2 separate regions of the Pan troglodytes genome follow, and region 1 is linked to region 2. A link is a contact called in public Hi-C data. All regions are on one chromosome and are shown on one strand. The core of a region is the stretch at or near the end of the contact, and the rest is flanking DNA. Distances in the headings are between cores, read along the strand shown.

The links. A called contact is a pair of places that touch in the nucleus more often than the background predicts.
Region 1: a contact with region 2 is called in a Hi-C map of induced pluripotent stem cells, with 2.5 times the contacts expected there. The contact joins two enhancer-like sites. A contact is called at or near these places in 2 of 7 Hi-C or Micro-C datasets (both in induced pluripotent stem cells).

Annotation. Positions count from the first base shown.
Region 1 is chr6:161,227,109-161,233,717 of NHGRI_mPanTro3-v2.0_pri, forward strand. No RefSeq gene overlaps it. Among named protein-coding and RNA genes, the nearest start is that of CNTNAP2, 43 kb to the right of the region's middle. Within about 2 kb of position 4,498, at least 2 of the 24 cell types and tissues checked have an H3K27ac peak or open chromatin away from gene starts, as enhancers often do. A contact at or near this core is called in induced pluripotent stem cells, where this site is marked.
Region 2 is chr6:160,156,667-160,163,704 of NHGRI_mPanTro3-v2.0_pri, forward strand. No RefSeq gene overlaps it. Among named protein-coding and RNA genes, the nearest start is that of TPK1, 200 kb to the left of the region's middle. Within about 2 kb of position 4,650, at least 1 of the 24 cell types and tissues checked has an H3K27ac peak or open chromatin away from gene starts, as enhancers often do. A contact at or near this core is called in induced pluripotent stem cells, where this site is marked.

The DNA.
Region 1 (6,609 bases), core at 3,248-5,747, 1.1 Mb after region 2:
TATACATGTGGAGAATTATACAGGGGTTTATTAAGTGTTTATCGAACCCACTACAGGTATAAAAATTTGTATAAATGCTGTTTCTCCTGCATATTTATTTGTGCAAACATTTTAAAACAATTTAGACTTAAAATTTCTAAAGTCAGTTTTCCTTACTTTCCATTTGCTTAAAATTTTAATAAAATGTAATGCTTTAAATTAGTTTAGTACTATTTCTTACCAAAGCTATCTTTACAACTTTTAAAATAAGCTTTCAAAAGTATATTTTTATCAGTAAGCTGTGCTCTTTTGTTGACAAAAAAAGAAATCAAATATGAATAGGAGTGAATAAAATTGGAACTCAGAACAGTTAACACTTGAATGGTTTATAAATTTCATGTTTTTCCTCCAATATTGTGAAATACATCATTCATCTAAGTATCTCACAACATGGGGTAACAAGTCATATTATGAAATGCTACAATGAAGAACAAATTTTATGAAGTATAAGTGTGTAAGTCAGTTGGTAGCATTGTAGTTTATATAATGGATGAGGAAAGGTGTTTCAAATCTTTTAGGCTTTCATACCCTCAGTCTGTCATTTACTAATACAAAATAAAAAAATCAAAGCAATATGCAGAGAGAAAAAGATAGAGACTGCTCTAATGTCTATGAATGAATTACCTGAACATTGAATTGCATAAGATCTGATATTTCTCTTTAAAACTATTCATTCACCTGTAATGAACCTTTAATAATATGAGGCTTCCGGTAAGAAATAAGACAATAGCAGGAGAGGAAAACATTCCTTTGGTAAATGAGGCAGAGGATAAATTAAAATTCCTTAGTTTCACATTTTGAAGTCTAAATACTGTCTCTAACCTTGGTGTTACCATAGAGTCTTTCATCAAAATGCTTCGCGGTGTTCTATGAACACACCTTGCTTGCGTTATTATCAGTGTGTACTCTTCTCTTCAATGCCCTTACCCTTCTTTGATGTGCCTTTTCGAGAGTTTCTTTTTTCATGAAACTTTTCAGATAATTGCAACGTACTGTGATTCCTCCATTTGTGGAATTCGTGGAAATTACTTACTTCCATTTCCTTCTCCTTAGTATCCGTTTTCTTTGGCAAGACCAAGCCTAAAGGCAAACAAGAAATATCCACATGCAAATAAAACAAAAAAAATTACATACCACGACACGCACACATTTCAAATCTCTGTTTGCATCAAGACCCTATTGACTCCGCATATACCATAGGATGTTTCTATCACTTCAGAACTTTCCTTGTTCCCATTTCTAGGCAAACACATACAAACACACACAGGCACATGCATGAACACATCCACAAACACTGTTCTGATTTTTTTCCATGTTAGTTTTGCTTTTACTAAAACTACACACAAAAGGCATAGTAGAGTATGTAATTTTTGATATTAGATTTGTTTGCTTAATGTGTTTTGAGATTCAGTCATGTTGTTATATAAATCAACAGGTATTTTTACTCCCGGGTAGAATTCAATTGTTTGAGTATACTACAGTTTGTTTATCTATTGTCCAACTGATAGATATTTGAGTCGTTGACAGTTTAGAGCTGTCGTAAATAAATTTGTTATAAATATATCTTACAAAAGTATTTTTATGTATTTGTAATTTTATTTCTTTGGGATAAATACCTAGTGGTATAACTGTATTATAATATAAGCGTATATATTTAACTTTATAAGAAAACTGGAAATTGTTTTTCTTTTTTTATTTTTTTGAGACGGAGTCTTGCTCTGTCGCCCAGGCTGGAGCACAGTGGTGCGATCTCGGCTCACTGCAAGCTCCGCCCCCTGGGTTCACGCCATTCTCCTGCCTCAGCCTCCCGAGTAGCTGGGACTACAGGCGCCCGCCACCACGCCCGGCTAAATTTTTGTATTTTTAGTAGAGATGGGGTTTCACCATGTTAACCAGGATGGTGTCGATTTCCTGACCTTGTGATCCGCCCGCCTCGGCCTCCCAAAGTGCCGGGATTACAGGCGTGAGCCACTGCGCCCGGCCTGGAAATTGTTTTTTATGTAGTTGATCCATTTTAACTCCCACCAGCATTATATAAAAGTTCCAATTACTCTACTTCCTTGTCAACATGTGGTCTTATTTGCCTTTAATTTTGTTCATCTCATTGGTTATGAAATGGTCTCATGGTTTTAATTTGCATCTCTCTAATTAAAAATATATTATACATTTTTAACATTTTTATAGATATTTTAATATTCTTTTATATGAGATGACTCTCCACACTTGTGACCACTTTTGAAAGACAGGTTTCTGGCTTTTTATTAATGATTTTTAGGAATTCTTTATGTATTTTGTAAACAAATCTTTTGTCAATTACATGTAATGTACTATAGTCTCCCAGCCTGAGGCTTTCCTATTTATTTTATCTAGTTGTGAATTCCAGTGAGCAGAAGTTTTAAATTGTGGTAAAATTCACATTTTTTCCTCTTTCTTTGTATAATTAGTGTTTTCATGGTCTTACATAAGAAAGCTTTGCCTCCTTCAGGATCATATAGATTTTATTTTATGTTCAAGAATCTCTTATTTTATTTTCTGTGTTTTTATGTGAATCATGAGGTAGAAGTTAGTTCATTTTCTTCATTCATTTATTTATTTGTTCCTCTTCCATTAATTGCAAATTTCCTATTGAATAGTTGTGACACATTTGACAAAAATCAGTAAATCAAATATATGTGAGTCTATTTCTGGATATTCTATTCATCATGCATAGATTTTAAAATTATTATTTGAAGTCAATGAAGAGGGATTCAAAATGAATGATGCAAGTTTCAACCTCATGGAGGTTGAAAAAGAAGAGAATATTGAACTCAAAATTAGCTGAAGGAAGAAAATAATAAAGGTGTATTAGTCAGCTTGGACTGCCATAACAAAATACAGTAGACTGCGTGGGTTAAACAACAGAAATTTATTTCTCACAGCTCTGGAACCTGGAAGTCCCCCATCAAGGTGCCAGCCAATTTGGTTCCTGGTGAAGGCTGTTTAGTGGCTTGTAGGTACCCACCATTTTGTTGTGTGCTGACACTGCCTTCCTTGTTGGATGAGAACACAGACAGCGGAAATGAGAGAGAGGGAGAAGGCAAGCTCCCTGGAATCTCTTCCTCTAGGGACACAAATCCTATCACAGAGCCCCACCTTCATGGCCTCATCTGATCCTAATTACCTGCCAAAGGCCTCACCTCCAAACACCATCACATAAGACATTAGAACTTCAACATACACATTTTGGAGGAACACACACATTCAGCCTACAACAAAAGGTAAAAACAGAAATCAATAAAACAAAAAATGAACAAAATATTTAAAAAACTTCCAAAGCCAAATTTGGTCATTTGAAAAGACAAAGTTGACAAAATCCTAGCAAAACTGATTATGAAAAAAAAAAAATTAAGGAGAGAAAAAAGGGGAAAAGACCAGTTACGAATATCAGCAATAGGCATCAGAATATCATGACATACCTAAGAGTCATAGGATAATAATATGAACATTTTATGACTAAAATTTCAACATCTTAGATTAAATGGACACAAATTTTAAAAGACACAATTTGCTTACACTTATTTGTTTTCTATTGATGTGTAACAAATTACCACAAATTTGTTGGCTTAAAACAACATACTTTTATTTCACAATTTCCATGGATCAGGAGTCAAGGTACAGATTACCTAGGTCAGGTAGGTGCCCATGCTCTGCTGATGCATTGAAGCTCTCTGCTTTCTTCTTCTCTGTCGTCTAGTCCCACTTTTAAAGGGTTTATGTAACTACGTCAGCACCCCACCCCCAGCCCAGTAATACGGGAAGGGGGCAGGGAAGTGCTGGGTAGAGAAGGTTGGGGTCCCTGGCGAGGGCTGCACCCTAGGGCCTGTGACCAAGGACCTAAGTAAGAACAGGCACTCCTGTTTTTTATGCCTGAATGTTGCATTTTCCAAGACCACCCTGGCCCACCACTCCCCCCATTCCTGTGCCCATATAAACCCGAGACCTTAGCAGGCACACACACAAGTGGCTGAATGTCACGTGGAGCAGAGGAACCCAGTGACAGACAGCAGCCAGGAGGGGCGGGGGGGTATGGCAGAGAAGGAGGGAAGAGGAGTCTGAACGTTGAGAGGAGTTCAGCCAAGAACAGCTGAACTCCAGGAGAAGATTATCTCCCCCACTCCCCCACCTTCTGGATCCCCATCCATCTCACTGAGAGCCAGCACTCAATAAAACCTTGCACTCATCCTTTGATCCTGCATGAGATCCGATTCTGGGACACTGGGCAAGAGGTCAGGATACTGAAGGCTGTCACACTGGCCCTCTGCCCCTGCGATAAGACAGAGGGTCCATTGAGCTGATTAACATTCAAGCTGCCTGTGGACTGCAAAGCTGAAAGAGCTTTGTAATGCTGGGGCTGTGGGCACACACCCCTAGACACTACTGCAAGACAGACAGCCCAAAGCACTCTCCATGGCCTCTGCACCTGCCTGTCTGCATGCTCCCCCTAGTGGTTTGAGCTTAGGGGCAACTAAACAGGCCAGTCACACTGCTGTCAAACATCTTGCAAGGGGAATCAGGAAACTCTCCCATTTCACTAGGAAAATCTCCCTTTTGACTATCATAAAGTCAAATAATTAAAAGCCTTAATTGTATCTGTAAAATTATTTCACTCCTGCCATATAAAATAGTAACAGGAGTGATATCCAATTATACTCACATATTCTTCTCACACTTAAAGAAGTAGGGACTGTACACTTGGGAGCGAGAATCTCAGAGTCATCTTAGAGTTCTGCCTCCTACAGTGACAGAAAACATCTGGAGAACCGTATTGCATGAAAAAACATTGAATTAATTATCAAAAACTTTTTCAAACCAAACACTCCAGTTCAAGATGACTTTACTGGTGAAGCCTAATCAACATATAAATAATAAATAATAACAACTTTGAACATACAGTTTCAAAAAGTGAGTAAGGAGGAAAACTATCAAATTATTGTAGGGCTTGCCAGCATAATCCTGACACCAGAATCTCATAAAGATATCACCAAAAAAGCATTTGTCAATATCTTACATTAAAATAATCATAAATTACATGTCCAAATAATAACAAATCAAACGTGATAATATCGATTTGATTGCAGTACTTTATAACATGTTCTAATATCTGCTTAGACAACCTCTATTTCTAGTCTTCAAATTTTCCTTGTGTATTCTTAGGCATTTATTTTCCATACAATATTTAATATAATTGTATCAAATTCCAGAGGAATTTTGCTTTTCCTAAATGGCTTTTCCTACTTGGAATTATGGCCTTTCCTACTTGGAATTATGTTAAATTAACACATTAAATTTGGGAGAGTTGAAATTTTCATGTTTTGGATTTTACTTTCAAAAATATCATATGGGCATTTATTTGTTTGCTTTCATAAACCTTTATAGATTAAGTAATAGTGTTCTTTTATCCTGATAAACTATGTTATAATTTTGTGAATATTAGAAATGGAATTTTCTTTCTACTTCATTTTGTTAATTTTTATTTTTAAACTAAGGAGCATTATAATTTTTATATTTATATTTTATCCTGTTAATTCATTAATCAACTTATTCTCATTTTCCTAGGTAAACAAGTCTATCAAAAGAATAAAAACAATAGTGGAAAAAACTTCACCTACTTTTTTCCAAAGTTTGTAGCAGTTTCTTGACCCATTGTATTTGCTATCATCTTCAACACAGTATTTGAAGCCAGTATACATGAAAGGCTTCTGTCTCTATCTCTTATATGAAAGAAAAAAATTCATTTTGTTATTGTGGATAGTAAGGGATGTTTGTGTTTGGTTATTAATTATGTAAGGTTCTATCACTATGATAAAATGATCAGAAAGAATGTTAAATGGCTAGGTGTTATTTTTTACAGACCAAAGTTTGCAAAGTATATGTAAATAAGAGAAAAAGAGATTATATTTGAAAAAAAAAATAATTGTTAAAAGATGGAGCCCACAAAAATATCCTTTCTTACTCTTTGTGTACATTAAGGGCATTTAGTGTTTTCATTCTCCTAAATAACATCATATGCATATTTCTACTCCAGCTTTTCATAAAATACTCTTGTAATTGTAACTATGAAGGATTAATCAAGAGAAGGAAATGTCAACGTCCTTTACACACTAATGCAATAGGGGAAAAGTGACTACAAAGCAATAATGTGCTTAAATATCTTAATTTGACATTTATCAGAAGCCTGACTCTGTGAGAAGTAGAGAAATGTTCAAGAGCACAACTAATATTCCCTTATTTGAAGGAAGATAGCAGTGATAATATAAACTAGCACAGACCAAATGGAATGTAAATGGTGTAGAAAGAAAAAATTATTGGGATGTAGAGGAAATAATAAGGCATCAGGATGTATTGTGACTTAAACTGAACCCTGATGAAAGGGTGAAATTGGATGAGTGGTTGTCAAGCTGTGAGAAAATCCTTGTGGGCTTGTTGCCTTGTTTTGATCAACATGAAAACATTGTCTTTGCAATAGCTAAAGACACACATGGTTCCATATCTGGTGGACAAAAGATACGATTGAACCTATTGGAACAGATT
Region 2 (7,038 bases), core at 3,400-5,899:
AGAAATTGAAGAAAACACAAATAAATGGAAAGATATTCCATGTTCATGGATTGTAAGTATAAATACTGTTAAAATGTCTATGATAGTCAGAGAAACCTACAGATTCAACGAAATCTCATCAAAATTCCAATGTCATTTTTTAACAGAAATAGGAAAAAATTCTAAAATTTGTATGGGACCACAAAAGACCCTGAAGAGCCAAAATAATTTTGATCCTGAAGAACAAAGCTTGAGGCATCATACTACCTGACTTCAAAATATACTGCAAGCTATAGTTATCAAAACAGCATGGTATTGACATAAAGACAGACACCTAGATCAATGGAACAGAATAGAAAGCCAGAAATAAACTTGCACATTTATGATCAATTCATTTTTGGCAATGGTGTCAAGAACCCACGATGGGGAAAGGATAGTCTTCAATAAATGGTATGGTGAAAACTGGTTATCTACATGCAGAAGAACAAAATTAGATCCTTATCTCACACCATGTACAAAAATTAACTCAAAATTGATTATAGACTGAAATATAAGAACTGAAACTATAGGACTACTAGAAGAAAACATAGAGTATAAAAGCTCCACAGTATTGGTCTGGTCTGGCAATGATTTTTTGCATATGACCCAGAAAACATAGGCAACAAAAACAAAACAAAAATAGACAAGTGAGACAATGTCAAACTAAAAAGATTCTGCACAGCTCAGGAAACAATTAACAGAATGAAAAAAACAATCTACAGAATGGAAGAAAATATTTGCAAATTATACATCTGATAAGGTATTAATATTTAAAGTTTACAAGGAGCTCAATTCAACAGCAAAAAAAATCTGAATAAAAATGGAAAGGAACCCATAAATATTTCTCAAAATAATGCATACGAGTGCCCAAAAGCTTCATGAAAAAATGCTCAGCATCATTAATCTTTAGGTAAATGCCAATCAAAACCACAATGAAATATTACCTGTTAGAATAGCTACTGTTGAAAAGATGAAAGATAAATGCTAGCAAGGATGTGAAGAAAAGGAAACCCTCTCTTGTACGCTGTTGGTGAAAATGTAAATAATACAGCCATTATGGAAAATGGTATGGAGTTTCCTTAAAAAAACTAAAAATAGAACTACCATATGATCTAGCGGTCCCACTTCTGGATATACATCCAAAGAAACTGCAATCAATATGTTGAGGGGATATCTGTACTCCCACTTTCATGGCAGCAAATTATTCCCAATAGCCAAGATATGAAATCAATGTAAGTGTCCATCAACAGATGAATGAATAAGAAAATGTGGAATAATACATACATATATGTATGTGTGTAAATATATATACAAATGTGTATATATAATTCAGCCTTAAAAAAGAATGAAACTTTGTTATTTCAGACAAATACTGCAACTTCAACTCATAGAAGTTGAGAGTAGAATTATGGTTACCAGAGGCTGGAGTGGGGCGGGGAAGAGAAGGAATGGAAAGTTGTTGATCAAAGTGTTCAAAGTTGCAAAGAGGAGGAATAAGTTTTGAGATCGATTGTAGAGCAGGGTGACTATAGTCCATAATAATGTAGTATACATTTCAAAATAAGAGTAAATTTCAAATTTCTCACCACAGAAAAACTTATAAGGGAGATGCTGGATATGTTAATTAGCTTGATTTATTTATTCCACGTTGTATATGTATATTAAAACATTACATTGTACCCCATGAATGTATAAAACTATGATTTGTCAATTAAAAGTATTAAGAAATGTAAGGAGAGCACAGGTTAATCTCAAGAGCAGAATTACTTTCTACAGCTTGCAAATGCCAAATCAAGGATGGTTTTCATTGACACAGTTGATGTTCACCAGGGTGATATAATTTTAAGGCTTGGTAATACCCTCCTGACAGAAACATCTCTCCAAGGACTTATCACTGATGCTTGACAATCCACCGTTGTCAGTTAATCCCTTCAGGTTACTAAAACAATTATTCCTTTCTGAAATGCATATACTCTTGAGAAATCATTTTAATAACTGCAAGACATTTCAAATGAGAGACATAAGACTGATAGCCATGGAGAATACAGGACAGAGTAGAATAAAGGTCATTGATATTAGAAAATTAAGAGTCAGTGGCAACAGTGTATGCTATCCAGACTCAGTGGCTCTAAGACGAGACCGTAGGTTGATGAGTTACTTCACTAAATGTGACCTTTGATGCTCACCTCTAGCAGTGGCTGTTCACACATTTTAAAGTGTTTGGATTGCAAAAGAAAGGAGGCTAAAGAGAAGTGCATGCTGGCCCCTCAAAAATCCATAGCTCCAGCTCCAAGTTTCCTCCTAAACTCTGTACCTGCATCTTCATGGGTCTTCAGGATACCTCTATTGCGATGTTGTACATATATGCCAAAATGAAATTTTCTTCTATAGACTTTGCTTTTCAAATATCTATTACAATTTTTTAAATATAATACTTGCTTAATAAATATTTCTTCAATGACTACATGTAGAACCTTTGCTTGATCTATTTGTACCACAGATTATTACTTATTGCAGTGTTGACCTGCTTAATCATAGATTGTGGAATCCAGAGAAGACTTCAGAGATTTTTCTAATTCAAACCACTCATTTTATTTTTGAAAAAATTTGTAGGGAAGGTAAATTTCACCAGGTGGCAGAAGTAGAAATAGAACTCAAGTCTCTTGACTTTAAATCACGTGTACTTTTAGGTCTTATTTCTACCTAGCAATTTGGATAATTCATTGTCTAATTACTTTCTAGCTTAAGCATATTCTTCCTTCATACTCAAGAGTGTTATTCAGCTTCACAGCTAAACTATATCAATATCAGCTTAAGTTACTAATCCCTTTGCTGATTTTAGATTCAATTTATGGCATAACATTTTTTACACTTCCTTTCAGAAAAAACACAACTGAAATTATTCAAAATGTTTCTGATTTAACATGATACATTGTTTGAATGCCGTGTTGTCCACAATCTCCCTAGGAAATATGCTCCATTTAAATGGTACTGATTTCATCTCAATGCACAGAAGTCCTTGTCACTTGTAAAACATCTTGTGCAGTGGGAATCTGTTTTTAAAAAGGTCAAAAATCTTTAGGGTTTAGTGAATTAATACCATCTATTCAGGGATGAACTAGTGCTCTCCTATTCAGGACAGTAGATGGACACATTTATAAAAGCAGTAGAAGATGTCTCTAGGAGAGTGGTGACATGTTTTAAATTTCATGCAGAATTGAATACAAACTTGCTACACTTGAACAGACCAAAAGATAAAATGTCAGCCTAAGAACTGGGAGAACATGAAGCTTCAGTCCCATGGCAACAGAGGGAGAAGTGATACAAAAGGAAGTGGATTAAATAGTCACTTCTGAATCTGTGACCACATCTTCTCACAGCAATTAGAAGTTCTAAGGGTATGCAGTTGCTATACTTTGTAAACAGTTTGGTGGGTGAGTTATCAATAAACTCTGAAAAATATATTAATGACACAGGTTCAGAAGTCAATGGCATAACATAGGGGCCATTATTCCTTGATGGTTTATCATTTTGTTGTGCTGCTTTCTCAAATCACCTAAGAATTTCTGAACATACACTCTGTGTGCAACTTTGGAGCAATTAGGCCTACCTTAATCAGAAAGAAATGAGCCCATGTCTGTGCCACAGAAACATGAAGTTGGAATTATAGACTAAAATAGAACTCAATTAACTTTGTTTTGATTATTTTAAATTCCCCTGACTTTCAGAATCATGGAACCTGTGGGCTGATAAGACCTGTGTGGTTTGTATCCTTCCTATAATTCTCCAGATTATCTGTCTTTGCTTGAACACCTTTAGCCATGGGAACTGAGGATTTCCTAAAGCAGATCATTCTTTTTTTTAAGATAATTTGCAATTTAGGAATTTCTTTATGGAGCTGGAATTACTTTGATTTTAAAATCATTGACCAATTAGTTGTCTGATTAGGATTTTGTATGGCCTCTGAGATGCATAAGAGATCTTTTTTCTTCTCTGGTACTAAAATGAGGTACAACAAAAAGAACATCTTGGGCTTCCCCTGAGGTTAGAATATATAATTAACATTATACAGGATAAATAATGCTAAATGAGGCCAACAGATTTGACCAAACACCTTCCTCGAAAATATACAAGCAGTCTGAACATTAAAACAAAATTTACGAATAAATATATGTTTCAGTTCATTCAAGGACGTCCCCAAAAGTCCAGGGAGTCATCAATGCTGGGTGGAGGCCTTTCCATTTTCTGTCTTAAACAGAGGACTCCCCCACCTTTCCACCAGCTGCTGGAGGAGTTATTTTAATGTCTTCTGGGTAGCCGAGTTCTTCCTCTCATCTCAGCCCATGCAACTCTCCCTCTTTTAGTCTTCTATTCCTAGGTGGAGCAATTTGTTTTTGAGCAAAAGGAATGGAATAATGAATTTGCATGCATATCTGAGCATTAACACTTTTAGGATTAACTTTTGCAGATTTACAGGCCCCTTTATTTTTTTCTGTTTTATTTGTCTCCTTCTGTATCCTAGGACCGCAGAAAAGTTCCCAGGTTTGTCCAAGCTGGAGCTGTTCTGCAGCAGCTGGGCTAGCAGAAAGCCGCCTCCACAGGGCAGGCGGAGAGCAGGCGATCAGAGCAGTGTGGGCTGCAGAGAAAGCAGAGGCTCAATAGGAAACCCCTGGGGGCACAGGCAGGACAGGTGAGGTGAAGGGGCTGAAGAGGGAATTCAGGCCTGAGGCTTCTGGGACACAGGTTTCGATGGAAAGCTTATGCCAGCCTGAGCTGCAAGGTTGCGGAGGCACTGCTGTGGGCCTGTGCCTCATACAGAGCTCACAGATGTTCTTGAACCTGTACTATCCATTCACACACTGCAGTCAGGGACTTCAGGACAGCCCCTTTTTGCTGCAGTCTCCCTCTCGACCCTTTTAATGCTGTACTCACTTTGAAGGGGAGAAGCTTAAAGGGATTCCATCATCTATCACAGAGCATATGTTGAAGGGTGCATTTCAAGTTGAGAGCCTACAATTTCATAATTGGCATAGAGAGATCAAATTGAAACCATTCAAGTCAACCTTTCGATCTTGCAGCGTGACCTTGCATAAAGGCAGGATGTGGGTGGAAGCCCTGAGTCCCATTCAAGTTACAGGTCAGCCTGAGGCCGGAATTTAACAAAGTGTAACAGCAGAAGAAATTTGAGAGAGTGAACCAAAGATGAGAGAACATGAGGGACATGTTGTTTTGTTGTTTGAATACATCTTCGTGAAAGATTTTGACACCAGGCTTTAATCATAGCTGATAGGTCCATGACAGTACTGGTGACAATTCATTTTTATGGAAAACAAAGAAGCGTGGAAGCTTAGATATGTAAAAAGAAAATCGTAGTAAAGAATCAATATCATCTACTCAAAGACCTAGAAAGGGCCCAGAAGTCTTGGAAATTTCCCTGGGATTTTTTTAAATCTGCTCATTTGCTTCTAACTAAACCAGCGTCTCTCTAAAATGCCAGAGGTGAGGTAAAACAAACAAGCAAGCGAACACATGGTTTAAAAAAATTCTTTTCCTGATTATATCAGGGAAAATGTCTTCTTACAGACTTCAGGGGTTCAAACATTTTAAAAATGTATTTTAAAGATATGTCACATTACATTATTGTTTTCCATTATTTCTAGCACTGCAAGTAGTTAAATTTCCTCTAGGTTTAAATCTGACTTTATGGATTAATCTGTGAATCAATTGTAAGTAACATTGTTACTACGAAAATGAGTTTTAAGTTTTAGAATCATTCATTTATAAACAGTATAGTTTTTACATTGGGGAATATCTTTAGTTATCAATTAAATACATGGTTGATAGAGTTCATGTTTAAAATTAAATGCTTTTAGAATACAATAAAATCTTAGTAAATGTCAACTTGTTAGTCATTAAAATGTGATTTGGAAGAATAGCATGCATTGTTTTCCAGTGGTGCAGGTTCAAACAACAACATAATTGCAATAATTAATAGATTTTTCATTAAAACTTCAGAATTACTTTTCTTCATGGAATAAAGATTCGAAACTTCTACATAAAATGTTGTTGTTATTCTGAACAACTGCTGCCACCATTTTAAGTCTCCAATCCAAAGTAATAACAAAGAAAAACCATCTTTCAAGAAGTAATAAAAGCATATGACAAGTAATAAAGGGAAAAAAGCAAAATTCTAAGATGCCGTATTATTGAGTACAGATATTCAAGTTTAATAGCATTAAAAAAAGCATGTTATTTCAGCAAGAAGAAAATAGATCTAAAAATAGGCACAAATTTAGAAATTAGACCCAAACTAAATTTCAAATGCAATTTGAATAAGATAGTCCCCAACTTATAGTATGACCTGTGATTTTTTGATTTATAATGCTGTGCAAATAGCATTCATTTTGAGAAATTGTGCTTTGAATTTTGATTGAAAGTTTTTTGTTTTGTTTTGTTTTGTTTTTTGTTTTGGATACAGAGTCTCGCTCTGTCACCCAGGCTGGAGTGCAGTGGCACGATCTCAGCTCACTGCAACCTCCCCCTTGTGGGTTCAAGCAATTTTCATGCCTCAGCCTCCCCAGTAGCTGGGACTACAGGCGTGGGACACCACAACTGGCTAATTTTTGTATTTTTAGTACAGAAGAGGTTTCACCATGTTGGCCAGACTAGTCTCGAACTCCTGACCTCATGTAATTCACCTGCCTTGTCCTCCCAAAGTGCTGGGATTACAGGTATGAGCCACCGTGCCCAGACAATGCAAATTTTTAAATAATAACTTTATTATAGAATAGTCTGTGTGTGAAGTGATTTTTTCCCAGTTGTAGATTAGTGTAAGTGTTCTGAGCATGTGTAAGGTAGGTGAGGCTGAGTTAGGATGTTCACTTTGTTAGGCATATTAAATGCATTTTCAACTTATATTTTTCACTTAAGATGAGTTTATTGGGCTGTAATCCTATCATAAGACAAGGAGCATCTGTATAGAGATTACGGTCATAGATTCTCAAATTGTATAAATGAATT